Linked DNA regions of Mus musculus: region 1 is linked to region 2. Evidence: chromatin contacts called from public Hi-C data. All regions are on one chromosome and are shown on one strand. The core of a region is the stretch at or near the end of the contact, and the rest is flanking DNA. Distances in the headings are between cores, read along the strand shown.

The links. A called contact is a pair of places that touch in the nucleus more often than the background predicts.
Region 1: a contact with region 2 is called in a Hi-C map of CD8 T cells, with 5 times the contacts expected there. A contact is called at or near these places in 2 of 484 Hi-C or Micro-C datasets (CD4 T cells and CD8 T cells).

Annotation. Positions count from the first base shown.
Region 1 is chr19:24,278,551-24,284,543 of GRCm38.p6, forward strand. Fxn (frataxin) reads right to left here and starts at 2,040. Exons shown (of 5, transcript NM_008044.3): 1 at 1,857-2,040. The coding sequence starts at 2,015.
Region 2 is chr19:17,392,333-17,397,603 of GRCm38.p6, forward strand. Rfk (riboflavin kinase) reads left to right here and starts at 1,711. Exons shown (of 4, transcript NM_019437.3): 1 at 1,711-2,060; 2 at 2,866-3,017. The coding sequence starts at 1,979.

The sequences.
Region 1 (5,993 bases), core at 790-3,289, 6.9 Mb after region 2:
TGTCTGTCTAAAGACACTTTATTTATTATATATTATTGGTTTGTCAGCTTTGAACTTGAAGCAAGAACACTTATAACTCATGCTGAAGTGAGGTGTTTCTTTTTTTCTTTCTTTCTTTCTTTCTTTCTTTCTTTTTTTTTTTTTTTTTTTTCTCGAGACAAGGTTTCTCTGTGTAGCCCTGGCTGTCCTGGAACTCACTCTGTAGACCAGGCTGGCCTCGAACTCAGAAATCCGCCTGCCTCTGCCTCCCAAGTACTGGGATTAAAGGCCTGTGCCACCACTGCCCACCTGAGTGAGGTGTTTCTTTCATACATTTTCTTTGCAAGCCATTCCACAATCTTACTATGTTTACTGTGGCTCTAGGCTTGGGGACCACTTTCAAACGACAAAGTCTCCCACAGGTACATCGACGCAAACAGGCATTTCGCTGAAGAGACTGAATATCTGCTCACTCCGTGACAGCGGAATCAAGCCTTGTTGGACAACGGCCGGGAGGGGACACCTTCCATGAGCCTTGCGCTTTTGGCCAGTCTGCCGCTTTCAAAGTGACTGTAGGAGCATCAGGGTAGACAACTGGGGACCGTAAACGATATTGAGCCACTGAGAACAGACTCTGAGCATAAAGATGGACCGACTGTATTTGCATTGTACAGGCGAGGAAACGGAGATGCCAAAGACAAAGTTGCTCAGGCTCTCAGAGATGCAGAAATCCAAAGTGCACAGCTGCAACTGGAGCCCAGCTGTCAGGCGCCAGGCAAGGGAAGAACAGGGCAGTAAACATCCAAGAAAGTGTTTGAGGAAGCATGGGTTACAGGTTCGGCCCTTCAAACCCTAGCCGTCTCTCTCTCTGACCAGTCCACTTTTGTTTGTTTTGTTTTTAAACTTTCTTTTTCAGTGTTATAGAAAGAACCCAAGAACTCTTGAACGCTAAGTGACCATGTCACTGCTGAGCTACAAAGCTAGCCCTATTTTTATTATTGTTTTTTATTTTAATGACAGGACCTCAAGAATCCTAAGCTGGGTTTAAACCTGTAGACATTATTATCCCACAGCCTACTCCACCTTTGTCCATAGCTCTCCCCTTCCTAGAATGCTCCCCAGACCCGTTCTTTGGCATCTATCACGGCCCTCTCCGGAAAGCCTTCCTTCACCCTACTGCTGTCTTTTCAAGCCACGGAGTAACAGATTCTGTTCTTTGCATCTACTAAGAACCGAGACTTATCTGAAGTGCTAAGGCCTTTGCGAATACAGTTTAATTCTCCCGCCAAAATCGCAAAATGGGTGTTACCCTTTAATCTCCTCGGAACAGAAAGCCAAGCCCTGCCCCCAGACAGTTAGGGTCTCCCCAAGGTCACAGGGCTCTCCAGCGCCGCGCAGTCAGAACGTGGAACCAAGATCCCCTCATTTTCCAAAAGCTGGACTCTAGGGCTCTGCTGCTACACCTGTGATCCCAGCAGAGAGGAGGCAGGAGGATCACAGGATTGAAGCCACTTTGGGGTACTCAGCCAATCCTAGGCTAGCCAGGGATACAGAGTGAGGCAAACAAGCAACAAAAAGCCCTGCTCAGAGCAACTCCACAACCCCATTAGTCTCACGCCCTGAAAAAGGCAACTTCGGAGTGCACACAATAATAAACACGCCCTGCTGCACACGCTATACATCCTGTGTTAATTACGGAAACTCGTCTTTTCCCATCCCCACCGCCAAGGTCCGAAGCCCGCGCAAACACCGCGCGCGCCCTGCACCCAAACGCGCGCGCAACCAGAGCGACTCGGCGCGTGCGCGCTGCGCGTCCCCGGCATAGGGGCGGGCGCGGCCTGCGCTCCGGTGTGCGGCCCGGCGAAGCGCGTACTCACGGCGTGGCGGGTGGCGCCGGCGTTGACTGTGACATGTAGGCCTCGGCGGCCGCAGGTTACGATCGGTTCCCTCCAGCGCGGGTTCCCGACCCAGGCGGAGGCCCGGGACGCCGTCCGGGGCAGCAAGCCCACGGCTGCGCGACCTCCGAACGCCCACATGCTACTCCAGCTCCGCGGCCGCTCCGCCCCGCGCGAGGACTCGGTGGTGCCACCTGGTGGCCGTGCCCCCCCCCCGCCCCCCCCCGCCCCCCCCCCCCCCCGAGCGCCGCGGCTGGGCTCCTGCGCGCAGGTCCAGCACTACAGCCCTGTGCAGACCTTTAACCAGAACCCAGAACCTGCTCTGCGCCAAACTCGCAACGTATCCCTTGGGCAGCACTAGTGTGTAAACACTGACCCCTGCAAGTTTATTCGCTGACAACAATTTTACAGAGTGGTAGTGGGTGATTCTGAAGATACGCTGGTGATCAAAATAGCTTTGCTTAAAAAACAAAACAAAACTAGTTCTAACAGCTAGCTTCAACTGCCCGATCATCTCAAATTCCGCATCTCTTAGGCAATAGAAGTACCAGGCAGCATGAATGGAGGAGGGGCTTCCGTAGCCCCAGGCTCAGCCGAGGAACTATTGGTTGCTGATGGCTATAGGATGAGGGAGGGTGAGTTTTCTTCTGGGATATGGCCTCTGATTGGCTGTCCTAGCTCCATGGGGATGGTCCTACACTGTATACACTGTTAGGGCTAAGTGGAGTCGGTTTAAAAAAAAAAAAATTCAGAGCGGTGGTAGTGTACACCTTTAATCCCAGCACCCGAGAGGCAGAGTCAGGTATATGGAGTTCGAGGCCAGCTTGAGCTACATAGTGAGTTTCAGAACAGCCGGAGCTACATAGTGAGACCTAGTCAAAATAAATAAGTAAATAAACAAATAAACACATAAATAAATAAAAATTTAAAAAGGAACATAAAATTGGGAGGAGGGGTGGGGTGGTTCGGTAGGAGTTGGGAGTGGCAGGTGAGTTTGATCGAAAACACATTGTATACATGTATGGGATTCTGAAACAACAGTAGGAATAAGGAAGTGCCCGGCTGAAGTACCCGAATGCTTCTTGGATGAGGAGTAGTCAGGACTGGTGATTGGTTCTCCTCATAGCTGTTTTTTTTTTTTTCCCCCCCAGCAGCCCCAACAGGTTCCTCACACTCCTGGTAGTTCTCCTGGCTTTTATGTCAGTGTGAGAAGGAGTCTGTGCATTGTCTCGGGTTGCCATTATGACACTGGAGAACTCTGAGCTTCAAGAGTTAAGAGACAGTGTCAGAGGAGTCTTTTGCCTCCAGGGTCTCAAGAAGGATTGAATGACAGCAGCGGTCAGCAGCAAAGCGTTTAAGAACATCCTCCATGTACCACCTGACTTGGGATACTATTGCTTCTGATTTCCCACAAAAAGCCACAAAGGAAAGGGGAAGTTTGTAGTGACTGCTAATGCAACCCTCCCCCTCTCTCTTTCTCTCTCTCCTTCCTTCCTCTCCTTCTCCCTCTCTGACCTGTAGCTAATTTTCAGATATGGAATTGGAAGCCCTGACATATTAAGTGACTCCCCCCTGATTGAAGGGGAGTTAGAACCCTGGCTTCCTGATTTCTGGTCCGAGGGCTCTTACACCCTCTGTCTTAGAAAAGGAGTTTTTCTTAGTTTCAATATCACAGCTCTAACTGGCTCTCTGGGATCATGTGCCCATCCATGGAAGCCAATAGTCTGCAAAACAGTGAGGGCTACGCTACCGGTCAGCATCATGGTCCATTCTGTGCTGCTGTAATGTACTGCCTGAGGCTGGTTAGATTATAAAGAACAGAAATGGATCCTCTGGAGAGGAAGAGAAGAATGCTGTTCCTCACACAACAGAAAGGCCTCCAACAAGCCCTGTGTATAGCAAGGGTTGAGCCCTCATGACCCAGACCCATCCAAAGGCAACATCTTCCAATACTGGTGTGTGTGTGTGTGTGTGTGTGTGTGTGTGTGTGTGTGTGTGTTAAGGGTCTCAAGAAGAATTCATGGAGTTGACAAAAGCATTCAAACCACAGAAGCCAGTACCAGGGAGGGGCACGTTCTGGTGAAGAGGCATGGAAAGTTCCAGTGATAGCTATTCCGGTCGGAAGTGATGTTGCACATATTCCCAAAACAATGACTTCCACGATGGGGGACTGTAAGCCTGTTCATTTACTTATAGATCAGAGAAGTTCAAGGTGTTCCTCCCTAACATCTGCCAAGGACATAGCGCTGTTTACTGAGGAGCTGGGAACAGCTCCTTGTGTCCCAGGAGACTGGTAGCACTCAGTATCCAAACTCTGGCATGCCTCTGATACACTGCTGTGAGCTTAACATAGAATTGACTCATGCCAGGTGGTGGTGGCGGCGCATGCCTTTAATCCCAGCACTCAGGAGGCAGAGGTAGGCAGATCTCTGTGAGTTCGAGGTCAGCCTGGTCTACAGATCGAGTTCCAGAACAGTCAGAATTACACAGAGAACCCCTGTCTCAGAAAACCAAAAACTAAACTAAACCTAAAAAAATAAAAAAATAGAAAATAAAAAACCCCAAAACCCCTACTGATTAATAAAGTGTGTGAATCAGTTAACTGATATGAGTGTTTTTGAGAATAGGTAAGAAACAGCACTAATTTAAATAATAATTGCTAACTATGAAATGTGTGATGCCCAGAAGAGAGGAGGTTGGGCTTATTTGCTGGGCCTGACTTCCAGCAGCATGCCTTGGGGTCCTAGGAGTCAGCATTTGGGAGAGGGCTCTCATCTCTACAAAACCAAAATTATTCTTGGAGATTTATCTGAGGGGTCACAAAGATAGAGGCAGGTGGTGTGGTTGGAACAACATGTTATTTATTTGTGGATTTTGTTGTTGTTGTTGTTTGCTTTTTGAGACAAGGTCTCACTATACAATCCTGACTGACCTGGAACTTGCTCTGTAGACCAGGCTGGCGTCAGACTCACAGAAATTCATCTGCCTCTGCCTCTCAAGTGCTGGGTTTAAATGTGTCTGTCACCACATTCGGCATGTATGGCAAGTGCTCCATCTTTGAGCCCCATCCTCAGCTCTGAGATATCAGCCTTAGAGGGTGGCTTGTATTGATTAAGGAGTTGGCATAGATGTAGCAGCTGTCCCTCAAGGAAGCTCTGTGCTGTGATAGAAATACACATGGCTTTGTGGGCTCAGCTGCTGTATCTGTACAGCACAGCATTCAACAGGTGAGAAGCATGCTTCTCATGGACACACAAGGGAGTTCAGGACAGGAACTCAGCAGGAAACGAAACAGAGACCATGGGCGGGGGTGTGTTTTGGTGTGTGTGTGTCCCGGGGGAGTGCTGCTTACTAGCTTGCTCCAAATGACTTGCTTAGCCTGCTTTTTATACAACTCAGGACCACCTGCCCTGCAGATGTTAACAATGAAATAGAGATATATAATGAGCTGAAATGTCCTTCAAGTTCCCTGCAGAAAATCTCATTCCCCAATACATTCTGACCAAACTGTATTTGCATCCAGAACCTTGAAAGAAGTGACTAAGGTTGTATAAGGTCATACGACCCCAAATCCAGTGTATATCTGTATTTATGAAGAGAGGGTAAGGTTAGGGCTCTAACTCAATAGTACAAAGCTGTGGGTTCGACACCACATAAAGAAAAACAAGCCAAGTGTAAGCTACCTCCCCACAAGCTGTTGGTAAGAGAGGTTCAAACAGTCTCCCCAACAATACAGACTATTGTCATTGCTCCCGACTGTCCACCAGAACTTGACAAGAAGACCCAATTGCTGCAGACTCCACACACGTTGTACTGCCTGGGGTAGCTGCCGAGTCAGAAGTCAAAGGCCTGAAAACAGCGCTCTACATGTTGATGTGCTGGAGACACAACTAGTAGTCAGTCATAGGTCAAGTGTGGTCATGCTCTCCTTGAGGATTTCTCAATGATGACCCTTTGACCTCCTTGCTGTGGGGTTGCCCCAGTCTGAGTTTCAGCAGCAATCCTAGACTCCAACCACTAGGTGGCAGTAGTGCCCACTCCAGATTAAGTTGCTATACTCTAATGTTTCTAGACACTGCAATATCGTCTCTTGGAGTGTCTGGGGCAAAATTGTCCCCT
Region 2 (5,271 bases), core at 461-2,960:
TCTCTGTGAGTTCAAGGCCATTTTCTCCTAAACAGCAAGTTCAGATCAGCCAGGGCTACACAGCTAAAACCAAGCTTCAAAATTAAATGAGAGAGTATGACACGTACTTAGCATCTATTTTCCTTCCTTCTTTCCCTTTTTCTTTTCTTTTTTTTTTTTCTTTTTCTTTTTTTCTTTTGAGACAGAGTTGGCTGATCTGGAACCTACTTTGTAGGTCATGCTAGTCTTGAATCCACACCCTTCCTATTTTATTTCTCAAAAATCATCTATTTTAGGTCAGGTGTGGGGCACACCTTCACCTCTAATCCAGATTTAATTTAGAAGGCAGAAGCAAGCAGATCTCTGAGTTCAAGACCGGTCTGGTCAATAGGGTGAGTTCCAGGACAGCCAGCGCTGTACGGGGAACCCCTGTCTTGAAAAACCAAACCAAAAGAAATACAAAACCATCTATCTTTATTCCTCATTTTATCTCAGTTCTCTCACTCCCTTAGAGCGTGGACTTGGTGGTATAAAACCCAGCATGATGTATCTGGTTCTCACCTCCCTGTGTGCTTTGTCACTGGTGATGAAGAAACTGAAAACTACCATTCTAACATATCAACTATTTGGAATGAAAGACACCTGGAAGACAGCACTAAAAACATTCTTACCCAGTTGTGTTAGTGCATGCCTATAATCTCAGTACACAGAAGGGCTGAGACAGAGTTGTGAGCTCCAGGCCAGTCTGGAATAGAGCCGGTATCCAATTACCACCACCTTCAACAAACAAAGAAAAAAGAAACCGCCCCCCCCTAAGCAGGTAAGTGATTACATTCTTAGTTTCTTAGGTCTCTGTAGCCCGTGGTCTCTGCATCTGACTCCTGGCATTATAAGTATGCACCACCATGCCTGGCTCACACTTTTAATATTGCCAGGCAACCTGTTAAGTAGTTTTCTTTTTCTGTTTAAAAAAAAGTATTTATTCACCTTACGTCCCAATAGCAGCGCTCCCTTCTCCCAGTATCCCCTCGCACAGATCCTCCCATTTAAGTAGTTCTCATATATTGGCTGCTCAAGGAAGCAGGGTCTGCATTCAAATTCTAGTTTATCTAGGGCTAGCGTGAGCTTGCAGCCACAGTCATTTAAACTTTTCTAAAGACTTCTGTTAGAGTGTTTACTGGGCGAGTGTCCTATGGGGCCCGGGGTTACAGTTTCCTTCCCGTTAATTCCCTAGCACCTTGGTAGTGTGCTTTGTTCTTTCAACACATATTTGTTTTATGCTGGTCTGAAGGCAGTGAGTTCTCTCAACTGATTGTTCACAGTCAGTTACAAATACCTGTTTTGTGTTAGTATACTAGAGTCAAGGAAATGAAACGTTATCAAGAATGTTCCCAACATAGAGAAAACATTTTTTAAGATCAGCTGAACATTCTCAGAGTTACATACGAGTAAGGGAAAAGAAAGTGATTGCAAAGATTGGGCAGAATTTTATTCAAAATTGTGGAGGAAAAGAACAACTTAAGTTATCTTGTGAGCAACGCTTATTTCAGCAAAGCCCAAACTCAGAAGCTGAAAAGGCGACAATTAGAGGCTGGGCTATGGGTGAGGGCGGGGCCACAGAGGCGAGGGCGGGGCCTCAGCCGCAGGAGGTGAGGACGGTCCGCACTACGATGTCGGCGAGCGGGGCGCGGCTTCTGGGCGGGTCCGCAACGGCGGGGGCGGGGCTACGGCGGGAGAGCAACGGAAGCCGAGCAGGCCGGTCGCCTGGGCCGCAGACCTGTGCATTCGCCGCGGTTGTCGTAGTTCCGGCCGAGCGGCCGCTGGGATCTGACGGCTGGGTGCTATCCTGCGGGCAGGCACTGGTCGCGGCAGGTGTCTCGCTCCGCCGGCCCAGCTCCCGCGGGATCCCCCGGCTGGTCCGGGCCCCGGCGCCGCACTCACGGCGGCTCCGTCGCAGGCACGGAGCGAGGAGCAGCCCGCGTCCTCCGAGGTCAGCGTCATGAGGAGCCTGCCGTTCTTCTGCCGCGGCCAGGTGGTGCGTGGCTTCGGCCGCGGCTCCAAGCAACTGGGCATCCCCACAGGTGAGCGCGTCGCGGGGCCGTGGAGCTCTAGGCCGTGGGCAGGGGACCCGGCAGCCGCGCTCCTGCCGCTAGCGACGAGCTGCGCAGCCCCGTCCGGGAAGGCACCGCAGGTTGGATTGGCCGAACTCTCAAGCTGTTGAAAGTTCCATTCTAATGATGCTACTGTGTAGTGATCAATGACAACACGGGTAGTTCTATGAGAGCCGACGTTTATTTGGTCTGACTACGTAAGTTTTAGTAATCAAGACTTGATTGTCCATTCTTAAAATTGATGCCTTGGGCTGTGCCTTGACCTATTAAGTCAATCTTTGAATTGGGGATTTGGGGTTGTGTTTTTTGAAAATAAGAATCTTTTAAAGTGACTCAGCCTACTTAGGGGCGTTACTAGGAAAAAGCAGGGACTTTTGCTTGTTTTAATTCAAACAGATAGGGTCTCGCTCTGTTTCCAAAGGCTTCCTCCTACTCCCTGAGCTCTGGGGATCTCTCAGGGGATCTCTCGTAGCCTCCCAAGTGGAGGACTACATGGGTAATTTACGATAAACCTCTGTGTTTATTTCGTGTCTTTGTTTCCACTTGGGCATTTTCGTGTGGCTTTTTGGGGTGGAGGGAAGAGATTTATACACTTGCTTTGTGCCTCACTTGTAACCTGTGCTGTCTGAAGAGAAGAAATTCAAGTCGGAATGTGGAAGGTTGGAAAACAGAAAGATCCTGGGAGTGTAATGATTCAAGTTAACGTTTTAATATGTTTTTAATCAATGTTTAATGTGAATCTTGTAGCAATGAATATCTGTTTACTTCTATTTAGCCAATTTTCCTGAACAAGTGGTGGACAATCTTCCAGCTGATGTGTCTACTGGCATTTATTATGGTTGGGCCAGCGTTGGGAGCGGCGATGTCCATAAAATGGTGGTGAGCATTGGATGGAACCCGTACTATAAGAATGTGAAAAAGTCCATGGTAAGAGTCACATCTTGCTCTTTTAAATGCACACAGAACCCCTCAGCTTAAGGGTTTCACAGTTATAGAGGCAGGTGGATCTCTGATATTCAAGGCCAGACTGGTATATATAGTTCCAGGACAGCCAGGACTACTAGAGAGATCGTAATTCAAACAGACAAACAAATAACAGGAAGAAAAGTAGCCTGGGCTGTATGCTAACTGACATTCCTTCCTTCCACTTCATCCCTGCCCCGCCCCCAGCATTTATTTACTTTTATTTCAATGGGATAGTTTTCTCCATGTTTTTATTCTGTTTCTGTGAATAAAGAGTCTCCTCATAAGGAGCATATAGTTGGATTAGGTTTTGTAATAGTTTTCTGCTAATCTCTCTGTGTTTTGATTGATAGCCGTGAGCCATTTAAATTAAATATTTAATTTTTAATTGTGGGTGTGCACATGAGCTCAGGTGCCCATGGCGGCCAGGAAGGTTGGATCCACTAAGAGCTGGCGTTAGCCCAGGCTGTCCAGCTTCAGTGCTGGGAAGCAAGCTCTTGGGTCCTAGTGTGCTGTTAGCTGCTGAGCTATCACTTCAGCCCTCCATTTTGGTTTAAAGCCACACCGTTGAACACGCCTGTCATCCAATGTAGGAGGGAGAGGAATAGAGCCTGGATTGTGTTGTGAGATCCTGTCTCACAAGAGAGTAGTTGCTAGAAGGAAGGATTGCCATTGTGTCGCTCTTTGTTTTCAGTGTGTCCTATAAGTGGGCCTTTTCCCTCATCTTTCAAAATTACCTGTTTTATTCAGTCATTTTTATTGGTCTCACTGTGTAATTTTACCTGGCTTGGAACTCCCAGAGATCTAGCCACATGCCTTTGCCTCTGCCTCTACCTCTCCAGTGCTGGGATGAAATGTGCCATCACGCCCTGTTGGTTTTGTCTGTTTAAGGGTCTATTTAAGCTTTATGGACCACCTAACAGACTCAAAAGTGAGGCCCTTTTAAAAAAAGCATTTCTTTGCATCATTGATTGCCTTAAGACACTGCTTACTGTAGTATGCTTTAACCTCATCCCTCTTCTCTCCTGCTCACTCTTTCTTTCTTGTTGTTTCATTCTTCCTTTTTTTTTTTTTTAGCGTTGCTGGGAATGGAACTAGGCTTCATATTCAGGGCCACATTCTACTTAGCCTCCTAACCCTTCCATCTAAAATCACCTGGAGGGTATAGTCTTTTTTTTTTTTCTCCTGCCCTACTTTTCCCCACAGCTTACATACTTAGCTGACCTTGAACTCATGAGCCAACCTCTGCCTCCTGAGTGACAGGCCTGTGCTAAAAACTTTTAACATTGAGGAGTTAATAAGAGAAGTGTGTCACAGAAAACTGAGTTAAAATGCTGATGTAAGAGACCAGTGGCTCGAAACCTTCTTAATGCTGTGGCCCTTTAATACAGTTGCTCATGTCGTGGTGACACCCAACCATAGGGTATTTTCATTGCTACTTCATAACTGTAATTTGGCTATGGCTATGAATCATAATGTAAATATTTTTGGAGGTAGAGGTTTGCCAAGGGGGTCAAGAGCCACAGGTTGAGAACTGCTGAAATAGTAATGCCCATGAACTCCTAAGGACTTCAAGTCCCTAAGGTTGTGTTGCTGTGAGAACACTCATCTGTTTTTCTGTGGGGCGAGGAAGGAAAAGGGAGGAGAGGTTGTTTCATTTCCTCTTTAAGCTACTCAGATAACAGAAATACTATTATCAAGCCCATTTCTGGGCCGCCTTGAATTCTTCTGAGAGGATAAACACAGTTACCCACGATCAGGATGCTCGTGCAGTTCAGGGCAGGCTGTTTATTTTTAATATTGTTATATGTCAATATCAACCATCTGTGAAGAATATTTTGCCCTAACAAAATAGTGTTGTCCTATTAATTTTAATACAGCCCAGGTAATTTTCTCTTATAGCAAGTGTTTTTAATAATCTAATTGGTGATCAAACTCAGGTCTTCTAGATTGGTGGCCAACCACCTTTACCACTAAGCCATCTCACCTGTTTTTGAGAAAGGCTTTCCATAGCTTAGTCTTGCCTAGCTCCTGAGTGCTGGGATTGCAGGAGCCATTGTCTGTCCTTGGGTCCTTGAGCACACTGTCTGACTGTCCATAGGATTAGAACCTCTACCAGGGTAAGCCTGAGACCTTGCCCATACCTAACAAGTCTAACACTGAGCTGTATTCAAGTGCCCCACGCTCCTTTGTTTATTATTTGAGATGACTTCAGTAA